Regions from separate parts of the Sus scrofa genome. Here region 2 is linked to region 1. Evidence: chromatin contacts called from public promoter capture Hi-C data. All regions are on one chromosome and are shown on one strand. Each heading gives the region's core, a stretch centred on a gene start, on an enhancer-like site or on the middle of the called end of the contact. The rest is flanking DNA. Distances are from core to core; before and after follow the strand shown. Region 1 holds the start of EEF1B2 (eukaryotic translation elongation factor 1 beta 2). Region 2 holds the start of LOC102167165.

Evidence for each region. Promoter capture Hi-C pulls out the DNA fragments that hold promoters and counts their contacts.
Region 2: a contact with region 1 is called in a promoter capture Hi-C map of liver, with 3 times the contacts expected there. The contact joins the promoter of LOC102167165 here to the promoter of EEF1B2 in region 1. A contact is called at or near these places in 2 of 5 promoter capture datasets (fetal skeletal muscle and liver) and 1 of 2 datasets of contacts at active chromatin or transcription factors (alveolar macrophages).

Annotation. Positions count from the first base shown.
Region 1 is chr15:109,449,629-109,455,476 of Sscrofa11.1, reverse strand. EEF1B2 (eukaryotic translation elongation factor 1 beta 2) reads right to left here and starts at 3,576. Exons shown (of 6, transcript NM_001243524.1): 1 at 3,130-3,576; 2 at 2,519-2,641; 3 at 1,135-1,261; 4 at 796-862; 5 at 260-385; 6 at 1-147. The coding sequence starts at 3,209. NDUFS1 (NADH-ubiquinone oxidoreductase 75 kDa subunit, mitochondrial) reads left to right here and starts at 3,664. Exons shown (of 19, transcript XM_003133603.5): 1 at 3,664-3,871.
Region 2 is chr15:110,703,327-110,709,294 of Sscrofa11.1, reverse strand. LOC102167165 reads left to right here and starts at 3,271. Exons shown (of 3, transcript XM_021074736.1): 1 at 3,271-3,469; 2 at 3,531-3,884. The coding sequence starts at 3,271. It overlaps CREB1 (cyclic AMP-responsive element-binding protein 1), which reads right to left and starts at 3,747. Exons shown (of 9, transcript XR_002339130.1): 1 at 3,519-3,747.

The DNA.
Region 1 (5,848 bases), core at 2,327-4,826:
TGTTGAACGCGGCCACATCCATAGACTGCACATAGTCCTCAAAAGCAGTGATCTGCTCCTCCAGCATATCTGTTCCAACTTTATCGTCTTCAACTACACACTGTATCTGAAGTTTTTTAATTCCATACCCCACCGGAACTAGTTTGGCTGAAAAGAACATCAAGAAAAATCTTAGTTAGCCAAGTCCTAATGGTTGACAAAGCTTGAAACTGTATGCAAATTACAGATGCCAGTGTCAAAAAGCAAAGATTAAACTCACAAGAGCCCCAGACCAAGCCATCTGCTTGAATGCTTCTGACGCACTCCTCTAGTTTTGCCATATCTGTCTCATCATCCCAAGGTTTCACGTCTAATAAGATGGAAGACTTGGCAACAAGTGCTGGTTCTAAAAAGTGTAAGAAACAACATTATTCAAATACCTCTGCTCTACTATTTTTACCCTACTCCAAGGTGCTTAATGGAATCTTAATGTCTCTAAATGGATCCTCTCCTCAGCCATATAGTTATAGAAAATACATCTTGTGTTTGTCACACACATGCCCACTTTCTGTTTGGCTAAGAAAGAGGTGTTTAGTTGTGTAACAGTTTTTTTCCCACAGAGGAATGCTGCAGTTGCTACCATGCGAACAGCTGCAGACCAGTAGCTGTGGAAGTTTTGAAGCTCTGCCTCAAAAGAAGATATTGAAATATGTATTCAAGGAATGTGGAGGAAACTTTGGGAATCAATCTTTGGAAAAGATTATTCATGTTATTACGAAAAGAATTAAGTTATATACAAATTATAAAATGACCTACTTTTGGCTTTCTTTGACTCATACTGTGCAAGGCGTTCTTCTCTTAGCCTCTTAGCTTCTTCACTTTCCTGTGAAGAATAAATTTAATATATTTCACAAAGCTGGTTGTTCCCCGCCTTAAAGCTGATGGGATCATCACAAAGACCAGCTTTATCAGAAAAAAGCAAATCCATCAGGAGCTCAGCCGAAAGATGGTGATTTGATTTTATTCATCATGTAGCTAGTGAGGATTTTCAAAAGGCAGGTAATAAAGGGAAGCTGGGATTCGACCCCAGCCATTCTGGCTACAGAGACTGTGCTTAAGCACACTGACACACACACATGTCAATTTATGCCATACCTCCTCATCATCGGATCCAAAGAGGTCAATGTCATCATCATCTTTACTGTCTGTAGCTCCACTTTCTGTGGTGTCTTCCACATTGGCAGGGCCATACTTGCCCAAAGCTTTCTTCACTCCTGGCAGGCTTAAAAAAATTAATCAACTGTTAGGATGGTATGATATCCCCCTTTATTTATTTATTTTTTGTCGTTCTGCCTTTTCTAGGGCTACTCCTGCAGCATATGGAGGTTCCCAAGCTAGAGATCAAATCGGAGCTGTGCTGCGGGCTTATACCACAGCCACAGCAACATGGGATCCAAGCCGCGTCTGCAACCTACACCACAGCTCACGGCAATGCCGGATCCTTAACCCACTAAGCAAGGCCAGCGATGGAACCGCAACCTCATGGTTCCTAGTCGGATTTGTTAATGACTGAGCCACAACAGGAACTCCATGATACCCCTTTTTAGACAATACATGAGAACTTGTTTTCATTACAACTTATCAACCGGTCCCTTTTGTACTGAGAACTTACCCTTCAACGCTCCCATGTAAATACCTGTGCATGTTTTAGGTCCTCACTCAAACATTAACAGCACGTGACATGTCATATTCAATATGCACAATGGTTTGCTTTTAGGATGAGTATTTCTGTTTGAGGTTTCATTAAGCACACTCAGTGGACTGGAGCTCACTCCCCCACCCCCACTCCATTCTTGTTAGCAGTTTCAGAAGAAAGGCAAAGGACTAAAAGAATGAGCCACCTGCTAACCCAGAGGTGAGTCCCCCAGATCAGGGTTAGACGCATTAGCAGGGTAATGTGGGGAAAAGCTAAATTGCTATTGTTGAAGTAAAATCATATCTAATGGCAAGACAATAAATAATTAAACATAAAAATTTTCTCTCCCCAGTTTGTGCCTCCTCTCTCCCCTTTTATGTATACTGTGCATCTGCATTAACCAAGCCTCCTTACAGGTAACATTCTTTCCTAATCTTGGGCCACCATGACCCACAACAAACTATTTGCTTTGCACCTGTAGATTTGGATTGTATAAACTGTTAGTAACATGTCATTCAACATACGGCCCTATCTCAAGAACTTCTATGGGTGGAACAGTTCTCAGATGTTTCTGAGGGGCTTTTCACAAGTTGTAATTCTCATTGTGGCTTGAGTAAAACTTTCCATTTCACCTGATTTGCTTTTTATCAAAATTGTTCATGTCCTACCTGTTACATGAAAAAATGGAGAATTCCAGTCTCTTGGTCTTCTAAAGTCACAGAAATTTAGCTTACAATATCCCAACAAACATGAAGTCGCCAGAATCCTAATTTGTCACGCGAAAATCCCAAGTTTAACCTTAAAATCAGTCCATTCTTCAGATGAACACAAAGATAATTTTACCTGGCCTTTTCTTTTTCATAAGATTTGATGTGATTATACCAACGTAGGGCATGACACAAGTCAGCAGGTGGTGGGCCGGAGACTGCTTCAAAAACTGCCACATCTGCTTGTGATGGCACATACCTGTCCATGATACAAAACTAGTTATACACACCTCAAAAAAAAAAAAAAAAAAAAAAAAAGCTACGAACACCAGCAAATAAATGACAAACGCTACGACCCTCAAATTATTGAATGAGAACGCGCCCATTTGTTAGGGGGCCCTAAGGTGCTTTAGCTATTTGAGAAAAGGAGAAAAAAAAAAGCTCCTTAGGATCAGGGATTATCTACTCAGTTCTCCGCGCTATCCTGAGACATGCCTGACACTTAGTAGACCTCGGAAATTGCAATCACTAACGCCATGTCTACAGGCTTCCATCTGTTAACTGAGCAAAACGCAGAAAAACCTAGTTGAATCAAGTAATCGAAAAGAAAGCACCTCTTTAACCCTTCTCTCTCTGCAGCCCCTTCCCCCGGGAGAGCCCTGGGTCCAGGCTTCCTTTCCTCCAGCAGCAGCCGAGGCCGCGCCACGTGGCCCCACCGCACCCGGCCGCCCCTGCCGGTCCGCTCACCCCTCGATGTAGCTCTTGTCTGCCAGGTAGTCGTTGAGCACCTGGAGGCCGGCGGGGCTTTTCAAGTCTCCAAAACCCATGGCGATTGTCGATCTGGGAACTGGGCCGCAGCGGAGGAAAAAAGGAGCGCAGGCGAGGGAGCCTAACGCTAAGAGGAAAAAGGCCGCAAAAAGCCCGGAAATTCCTTATATAGAGACGGAGGCGTTTCTCTCCGATGCCCCTGGCCGGAGGTTAGAGGTTAAAGGTTAAAGCACTTTACGCTTCCACAATGTAAAAATCAAGGGCTCTGAAATAGGCCGACAGATTGCCCACCGGTATTTCTCTGTGTTTGCAAATCATTAATAAAATGGATATTTCTCAAATTACTATCGCCAAGGGCTTCGGAAGATTACAAGAAGAGCCTTTTGAAGCACCGGAGATGACCGAAGACGTTCGGCCTGGGCCGCCAGGCCACTTCCGGCGGAACTGCAGGTCTGAGCCAACCCTTCTACCCCGCCCCCGCTCCCGGCTGCAACGCCCTCCGCCCCGCCCTCTGTCAAACTGACGGAAGTTGCTGAACTCAATCTACGCGGGAAGTTGTTGAACTGGGGTTTCTGGTCCCTCCCGGCTTTCCGTTCTTGCAGGACTGGCTGACGGAGATGCCCGAGGCCGCCATATTGAATAAGCAAATCGGCCTTTGAAGGGGTCGTTGCGGTGTAGACGGTTCTGCAGAGCAGCCATCCTCGGCGGCTCCAGGGAAAAGGTGAGGTCGTGTTTGGGTGAGAAGGCTGAGGTACCTTGGCCCTCGGAGTTTGTTCCTTGATGAGACTCTTTCCTTTGGTCCAACCGACTCATTTCTCCTCTTGTCCTTGACTGGGTACCCCGTTCCACCCTGCCTCCTGGGGAACCCTCAGAAAGCCGGCAGGTGAGGTCTGTTAGTCAAGGTTTCTGGTATGATGGAACAGAGAGGAGGAGAGGTCTGGAGGCCCGGGGGGAGCGCTAACCCGAATGCAGCCTTGTGGGTGACCTTCCTTCTGCAAGGGAATGCAGGACAGTCCTCTACCTGGAGAGAAGGCCGTATTGTTCCCCGAGAGAGGACCTGTGCCAAGTGACATGGGCCTAAAGACGGAGCATTTTCCACCAAATTAGCACAAAACCTGGTACAGTGCATCTTTCGTTGCTGTTGCCTTAGCAACCGTACATGCCTCTTATTATTTGGTTATGTTTATGGATTGGATAACACTTATTAACTCTTTCACTGGTGGGGAAACTGAAGAAAAGGACATTTTAAAATTTGTCCCAAGGTTGCAGTGCGAATAACAAAAAGCTACGTTGTTTAAAAGTTTGGGGGAACTAGTACATGTACTGTAAAATCGTGTATCAGAGACGACTCTGCTCAAATACGAATTGAGGGTGTAGGAAATGTAACGGTGAACTGTTTCTGATGAATAAACAGCAAATTAGTTTTTTATGGAATGTCCTTTTTTTCCACCGAGTTGTATGTGCATCTTTAAGCGGGGTGTTATGCGTTTGCCAGAACACCTGCATTCTTTAATAGCAGAGAAGTGACATTAAGTTATGGCCAGAGAGTGGAGATAGAGTTCATTTAGCAGACAGTTATTGATCGCCCACTATAAGCCAGAAATGAATCTACTAAGAAGAATTAAATGGTGATATGACTGGGGAGTAGTTAGGACATTTTAGCTGGGCTGGTCAAAAAAGTCTTCCAGCGTTTTTACATCGTTGTATGAAATACTGATTTTTGAATTTGAATCTGTCATTACTCTAATTCAGCAAATTCATTTTTACCTTCATATCAATATATTTTAATAGGACAGATTCTGCATATTCTGGAATTTGGTGATATCCACTTTTTTTTTCCTCAACATTTCACTACATGTATTTCCTCTTATGCAGTCTAAGCTGAGAATGCCATATAAATGGGTCACTGTGAAATGTGACAGTATCCACGGTTTGGGTGTGAGGTTTCAACAAACCTCAGATCTTGTAATTGTATTATTTACTTTTTTTTTTTTTGTCTTTTTGCCATTTCTTGGGCCCCTCCCGTGCCACATGGAGGTTCCCAGGCTAGGGGTCCAGGCTATGCCAGAGCCACAGCAACGTGGGATCCGAGCTGCATCTGCAACCTACACCATAGCTCACAGTAACGCCGAATCCTTAACCCACTGAGCAAGGCCAGGGATTGAACCCGCAACCTCATGGTTCCTAGTTGGATTGTTAACCGCTGAGCCATGATGGGAACTCCTATAGTATTTACTATTGAAAAAAAATTCACCTATAAGTGGACCTGCAAAGTTCAAACCTATATTGTTTAATGGTCAACTCTATTTGATGATTATTTTCTCAAGGGCACCATGCTAGGTCTTCAGAAAAGGAAGATGACCAAAGTGCACCCTTCCTTTTCAAGGAGCCTATAGTTTAGTAGGTACTGAAGTTGTTTACTAACCTGTAGTTTAGTAGGTGGAATAATAAAGACACATATATAGTGTGTGCCAATAGGAAAGAGAAGGAGCACAAAGGAAAAAAAGCACTTTAAAACTGATTTTCAGTGGGTAGTACTGCCTAATTGATTGAGTTCAGCTTCTACTGGTATTTATTGAGCCGCCTACTGATAATACCTAGCCTAGGATTGCTTTCTTCTTTAGATAAGGAAGCAGAGACTCTGATTTACCAAAAAGCCACTCACTAGAAGGTGACAAATGTCTGTAAGTTCAATATC
Region 2 (5,968 bases), core at 2,022-4,521, 1.3 Mb before region 1:
GTAAAACCCAGGACTTTTTGCCCGTTTATATTTTACATTTTGAATTACGGAGAATCTGAATGAACTTACTAAAAAATAAAATTGGAAATATAAAAACATAATGCTCCTTTCTTCCATCTTCATCAAGTGTGATTTCTTTTCTTTGACTGCTTATATATTCTGCCTTATTAGTTATTATGTCCCCCAAAGTTCCTTGAGGGTAGAAACACAACAGTGTAGTTCATCTTTGGATTCACTGCAGTTTCTGGCCCATTTGTTGAGCACTTGAACCAGGCATTTAATATGTTTCCACTTATATTTAATTCCCACATTTGTATGAGACAGATACTATACACTTACAACCAAGGAACCTCAGGTATGGAGAAGAAACTTGCCCAAGCTTCCACAGCTAGGAAGTTAAAGCTTAAAAATGAATAGCTGTCATTAACTGAATCCCCAAGGAAGTCCTATAATTCTCTCTCAATCCTACAAAGTAGCTGGTATTATTCTAATTTAACAGATAAGGAAACTAAGGCTGAGAGGGGTCCAGACCTCCGGTAAGTCCCAAAATTCCTTGAGTGTAGGCACAAAATAGCAGAGGCCTAGCAGGATTCAAACCCAGGCCTGTGATTCCAAACCCAATACTCTTTCCATTAACTACATTCTCTGTCACAGTAAGTGCTAACAAATTGTGTCACAAGTGATAATGCAAAAATGAGTATACAGGAGTAAGATTCTTTCATTTTTTTCCATTCCCTATCTACTATATCCTTAAATTCAGATTTGGGCTCTAACTCAATAAAGGAGAGGTCACTGGAAGTGACACTATACACAAGAAAGATATGCTTACAAGATTAGGTCTCAGGGTGGCTATAAACAAGTCTATTTAACTACACCTGGTAAGATATTTATAGAATAAATGAAATTATAAATTTCAGTGATACATTTTAAGCATTAGATTACAAGTAAATCATTTTTTTCTACTGTGTAAAAAAGGTAGAAAGATTTTTCAAATGAAGTAAAGTGGGGGATATATATTTGGTTTTACTATTACCAAAACAAAATTCAATATCTAAGATTGAAAGACAAAATAAAGCTACTTCTCTATGAAGAAACATTTTCTATTAATCAGATCTAATCAATAATATAAATTTCAGAAAGGAGAAAAAGGAAGGTGCTATTTTATGAATCAGGTTTCTAAGTTTCCTTAGGTCCTTATGCGGCGGAAAAAAAATTCAAAAGGGGTAACACTGAAATTTTAAATTTCATAAGAAGTGTCCCTTTAACATTTTTCAATCTGTGTCAGACTCAATGCTTTTCTAAATATGTCCATTAAAAAGAAAGAAAAAAGGTTTAAGCAGATTTAACTGTAATTTTTGCTAGCCCCTGGAAGGGAACAAAAGTACAACTTAGTACCAAGCTACAAATGAATATTCAAATATTAAAGAATACACAAGTTTGAATCTAACCTGAGATTGCTAAGAATTACAGATTATGAATTTATAAATAAAATTTAAAAGATCTTTTGGATAAGACTGAAGAAAAAAGCCCATCGGAAAACATTTTTTAAAACTTTCACAAAATCAGAGTCATTGTCTCTCTAAAGGGAAAAAAATTCTTCCCAAGTTATGCGGATTTGCAGAAAAATTCTTAAGGAAAACCAGTAATCTACAGTATCATCAATCCTATAATTTCCTCAGTGTTTGGAAATAAAACATCTTTCCAATCCTATGGGAAAACTCTTTATTATATCTTCTTAATCAAGTTTCTTGGCAATGACAAAATGTTAATGTGGTTTTTTAAAGACTTGCAATACAGCAAGGCAGGTTTTGCAAAAGTGACTTGGATAGAGAAAATCAGAAGACAGTGCTTCTACTAACAATATTTATTCCTAACAAGAAACCTTGTATCAATCACAATTCTATCACACTGTGACAGATATTTTGAAAACAAATCCGAGCTCGTCTTTTGTACCACCTAAAATAACCATTTTGGCTTTACTTTCAAATTAGGAAATGAGTGTAAAAGATTTCAATAGCTGGCGACGAAAAGCATCTTTTATACTTAACTTTAAGAAGGCAGAAATGAAGCAAGCTAAGGCTAGCACGAAATTCTAACTTCTCAAGAAGGGAAGTAAGACAAACTTAAATAGGTCATATCTCTGGTCCTTTAAAAATTGTCTTTTAATCTTTGATGTGTCAATGACTTTTCTGCTGTCCCTTTTCCCTAACAGGCAAAGAAAAAATAAATCTTGTGGTTTAAATTATTGTCGGTCTGAGGCTGGGGTTACCTAGTACAGGAGACAGATAATGGATACTTTTAGATACCTATTTTTAGAATTAGTATTAACCAATCTCTTATTTGCGTGAGAAACACGGTAGGGGTTCGAGGGTAGATCTTGAAGACCCAACGCCAAAGGCACGTCAGGCCAAAAAAAAAAAAAAAAAAGTGATGTAAAACAAAAGTACATCGCCTAATATTCGTTTCAACGAAGTGTTTCAGAATGATAGCTCTCAAGTGAGCATTAACCTTATTGAAAAGGGTTAAAACCGAAACTTGTTCTCAAACATCAGCTTCCCTTTTACAAGATCCCAACAGTTTTTAAAAAGTTATTACAAATATGTTTTTCTTAGCACCCCCTTCCTCCCCCAAAGAATGCATTTCCATGACTACTAACTTAAAAAAAAAAAAAAGAGGGTGAGCAAAGAGTCAAAAATTATCTTAAAAAGCGCGAGTTCTCATCGCCTCATCTAAGCAGAAAAGCACAGAAAACAGCATTTTCCCAGTGGGGTGGGAGCCGAGGGAAAAGGCGTGAATAAAATACAGTACGAGAGGAAACCTTGGGTTTCGAACTTTATTGCACAAAGAGAGTGGAGAGGAGAGTAGGTCAGACGCAGCAGCGCTTCCCCTCGCGAAGCGGGCATGGCAGACACGGAGGCGACCAGGAAGGCAGGCACCTTCACCTCCTCTGCCCTCAACTGTCGCCTTCTTCCTCCTCCACCCCCCGCGGGCACCCCGGCGCGCTGCCCCGGCGGACAGCGGGCCGGGTCAGGCTGGGCCGGGGGCGAGGCGGGCGGCGGGGGCCGGCGAGCGGCGCGGTGGGCATTGCCGGGCCGGGCCGGGCCCGCGGGCGGCCTCCCCCGGGGCGACTCCGGGCTCCGGGCTCCCGGCTCCGCGCCCGGCCCGGCGGCGGCGGCGGCGGCGGCGGGAACGCGGGCGCCAGCTTTCCGCGGCCGGCCGCCCGCACACACCCCCGGCCGCCGGCTCCCACCCCGCCCGCCGCCCCCCGCCATGAGCGCCGCCGCTGGCTGCAGGCAGAGTCGCTGCCGCCCCGGCCGCCGCTGGCTCCAGTCCGCCGCCATTATTCTTTGTTCGCTGCGAGCGGCGGCGATGGTGTGGGGCTCGGGCGGAGGCTCCATCTTTACCGCGGCCCCTCCTGCGAGGGGAAGGCCCCGAGCGCGGGTGTCCGGCGCCTCCCCGTCCCCCCTCCGTCCCCCCGGCTCTCTCCGGCTCCTGCCTCCTCCTCCTGCTCCTCTTACCGGTGGTACAAGCTCCTCCGTCACTGCTTTCGTTCGCGGCCCGGATCTCGCTGGAGTTTTATTCTCTCCCCCACGTAACACACCGCGTCAAACTACACCTCCGCCGCGTCACTCACCAACACTCCGCTTCTCCCAGCCGCCCGGGCCACAGGCAGCAGCAGCCGCCGCCGACTGAGGACTCGCAGCCAGGGAGCCAGCCAGCGCCGCCCAGTGCCGAGTGCGCAGCGGCCGCGCACGGAAACAGCCGAGCTCGGCCCGGTGGAGCTCGAGCGGCCCCGCCCTCCGCTCTGGAGGCGGAACTTGCCGAAGACCTTCGGGTTCCCTCGGGCGCGGCGGAGGGGTTCCGCGGGATGAGGGAAGGAGAAGGTGGGCTGGGGCGGGCGGCAGGGTGGGGAGGAGTGGTCTACGTCTCCTCGCTGGGTATAGACGGATAAAACCGGCTGCGGAAATTTGCAGGAAGAAGTTGGGCTTGTGTGTGGCCGGGTGGGGAATTCCCGAGGGGTGTCGACGGCTTGTTGGAAACCCCCGCGCCGGCTGCCTTTCGGCGGTAAGCGGCGGGTTCTAGGGCGGCTACGGCGAGCCGGGTCTGGGCTTCGGAGCACCGCCGGCTCGGGGACTTTCAGACGCTGCCGGGACGAGGGTGACGCAGCTCCGGGTCCGCAGTCCTGCGAGGCGGGGAGGAAGGCTGCTGCGGCTCTGCGGTCGCCCCTGACCCCTGGGGCCTCGGCCGGGCGATGGGCCTCAAGGCCGCGGCGCTGACCCGGTCCTGCCCACGGGCGTCGTGGGTCCTGGTGGGGAGGGTTTTCCCTCTCTGTGGGCAGGCTGGCTGGCTCTGCTCTGAGAATCCAGTGAGAAACCTGGCGGCCGCCAGTGGGGCTATTCTGTTTCGGGGGGCAGAAGCTCTGGGACTTCGCGCGCCTGGCGGGGTTTAGCGCGGCAGCGAGGGTGGCCAGGCCCGTCGGTCACATCTTTGGCCTCCTAGCTATGACCTGCTCTGACCGAGGTTGCTCTTTAACACTCTCGGAATGTCTTCCCTTCCTCCCCGCCCCGCCCCGCACCATCCCGTGTCGCTGTCTTTTCACAACCCGTTTTCTCCGGCGCTGGTTTGCACCCGCTGCACCCTTTTCTTCGCCACCTACTCCCTCTCTAAACCGGCAGCGTGACTTCCGTTGCCGTTGCCTCGAAGCTACTGAAACTGCTCTCGCAGAGGTCACCCGAGACCATGATACTGACTTTCCATTATCCTTTTTTTTATTGAAACCGGCAGTTCTCTCCCCGGGGTTTCATGTCTGTTATAGCTCTTTCTGGCTCTTAAAGCAAACATCTTTCAGGAAGCAAGAGAGTATCCAAATCTAGGCCCCGCCCCGTACTGACTTCCTGTGAGAGTTCCCTAGCCTGGTACTCTAGAGCCCCTCCTGCACTCTCTTTGGGCTGAAGAATACTCCCCTTTCCTTGCGTTATTGTCAACCTTTCCTTCTCTATTGGCATTTCTGTCTAGTACTTGAACGAGGCTAAGTCTCTCATTTCTTTAAGATACCTCTCCTTAACTCCCTCTCCACACGCAATTGTCTCTTATCCCATGGGCGTTCTCTCATGTCCCACTCCTCTCCAGTCTAGCTTCTGTTGTTACCACACCCTTGAAGCAGCTCTGAATTTTCCCAGACAAGCGTCAGTCATCATCTTCAAGACCTCATTCTGGCATTTTTATACGATTGCCCATTCTCTCCTCCAAATGTGCTCTTCCCTCCACTCTTATAGTTTTTCCTTTTACCTCTTTTTTTTTTTTTTTTTTTTTTTTTAAACAGACAGCCTCTCCTTTAGCCACCTCCTCAATACGGCAATCCTGCTAAGCTGAGCACTCTTCTTGAGACCCACCATACGCACTTTCCTAGAGATCTCATCCTTTTCCAGTATCTTCAAATGCCCTCTGCCAAAAACTGTCCAACTCATACTCAAGCTGAGATCTTGCTCTTGAGCTGTAGATTCATGTTTCTAACTGCCTTTGCTACACTTTGATCTGGGTGACTGGGGCATGTCAGACTCAACCTGTATATCATATTCCTTCCAAACTCTCCTTCCATAGCCTTTGGATCAGTAAAGGGTATCCTATCCATCTACTCTCTTCAGAAACCTAAGAGGAGTTCCCATCGTGGTGCAGTGGTTAACGAATCCGACTAGGAACCATGAGGTTGCGGGTTCCATCCCTGGCCTTGCTCAGTGGGTTAAGGATCCGGCGTTGCCATGAGCTGTGGTGTAGATCGCAGACGCGGCTTGGATCCTGCGTTGCTGTGGCTCTGGCGTAGGCCGGTGGCTCCAATTAGACCCCTAGCCTGGGACTCTCCATATGCCGAGAGAGTGGCCCTAGAAAAGCCAAAAAAAAAAAAAAGCAAAAAACCTAAGATACCTCTGACACACATCAGAATCATTTAGACCACCTTAAAAAAATTCGA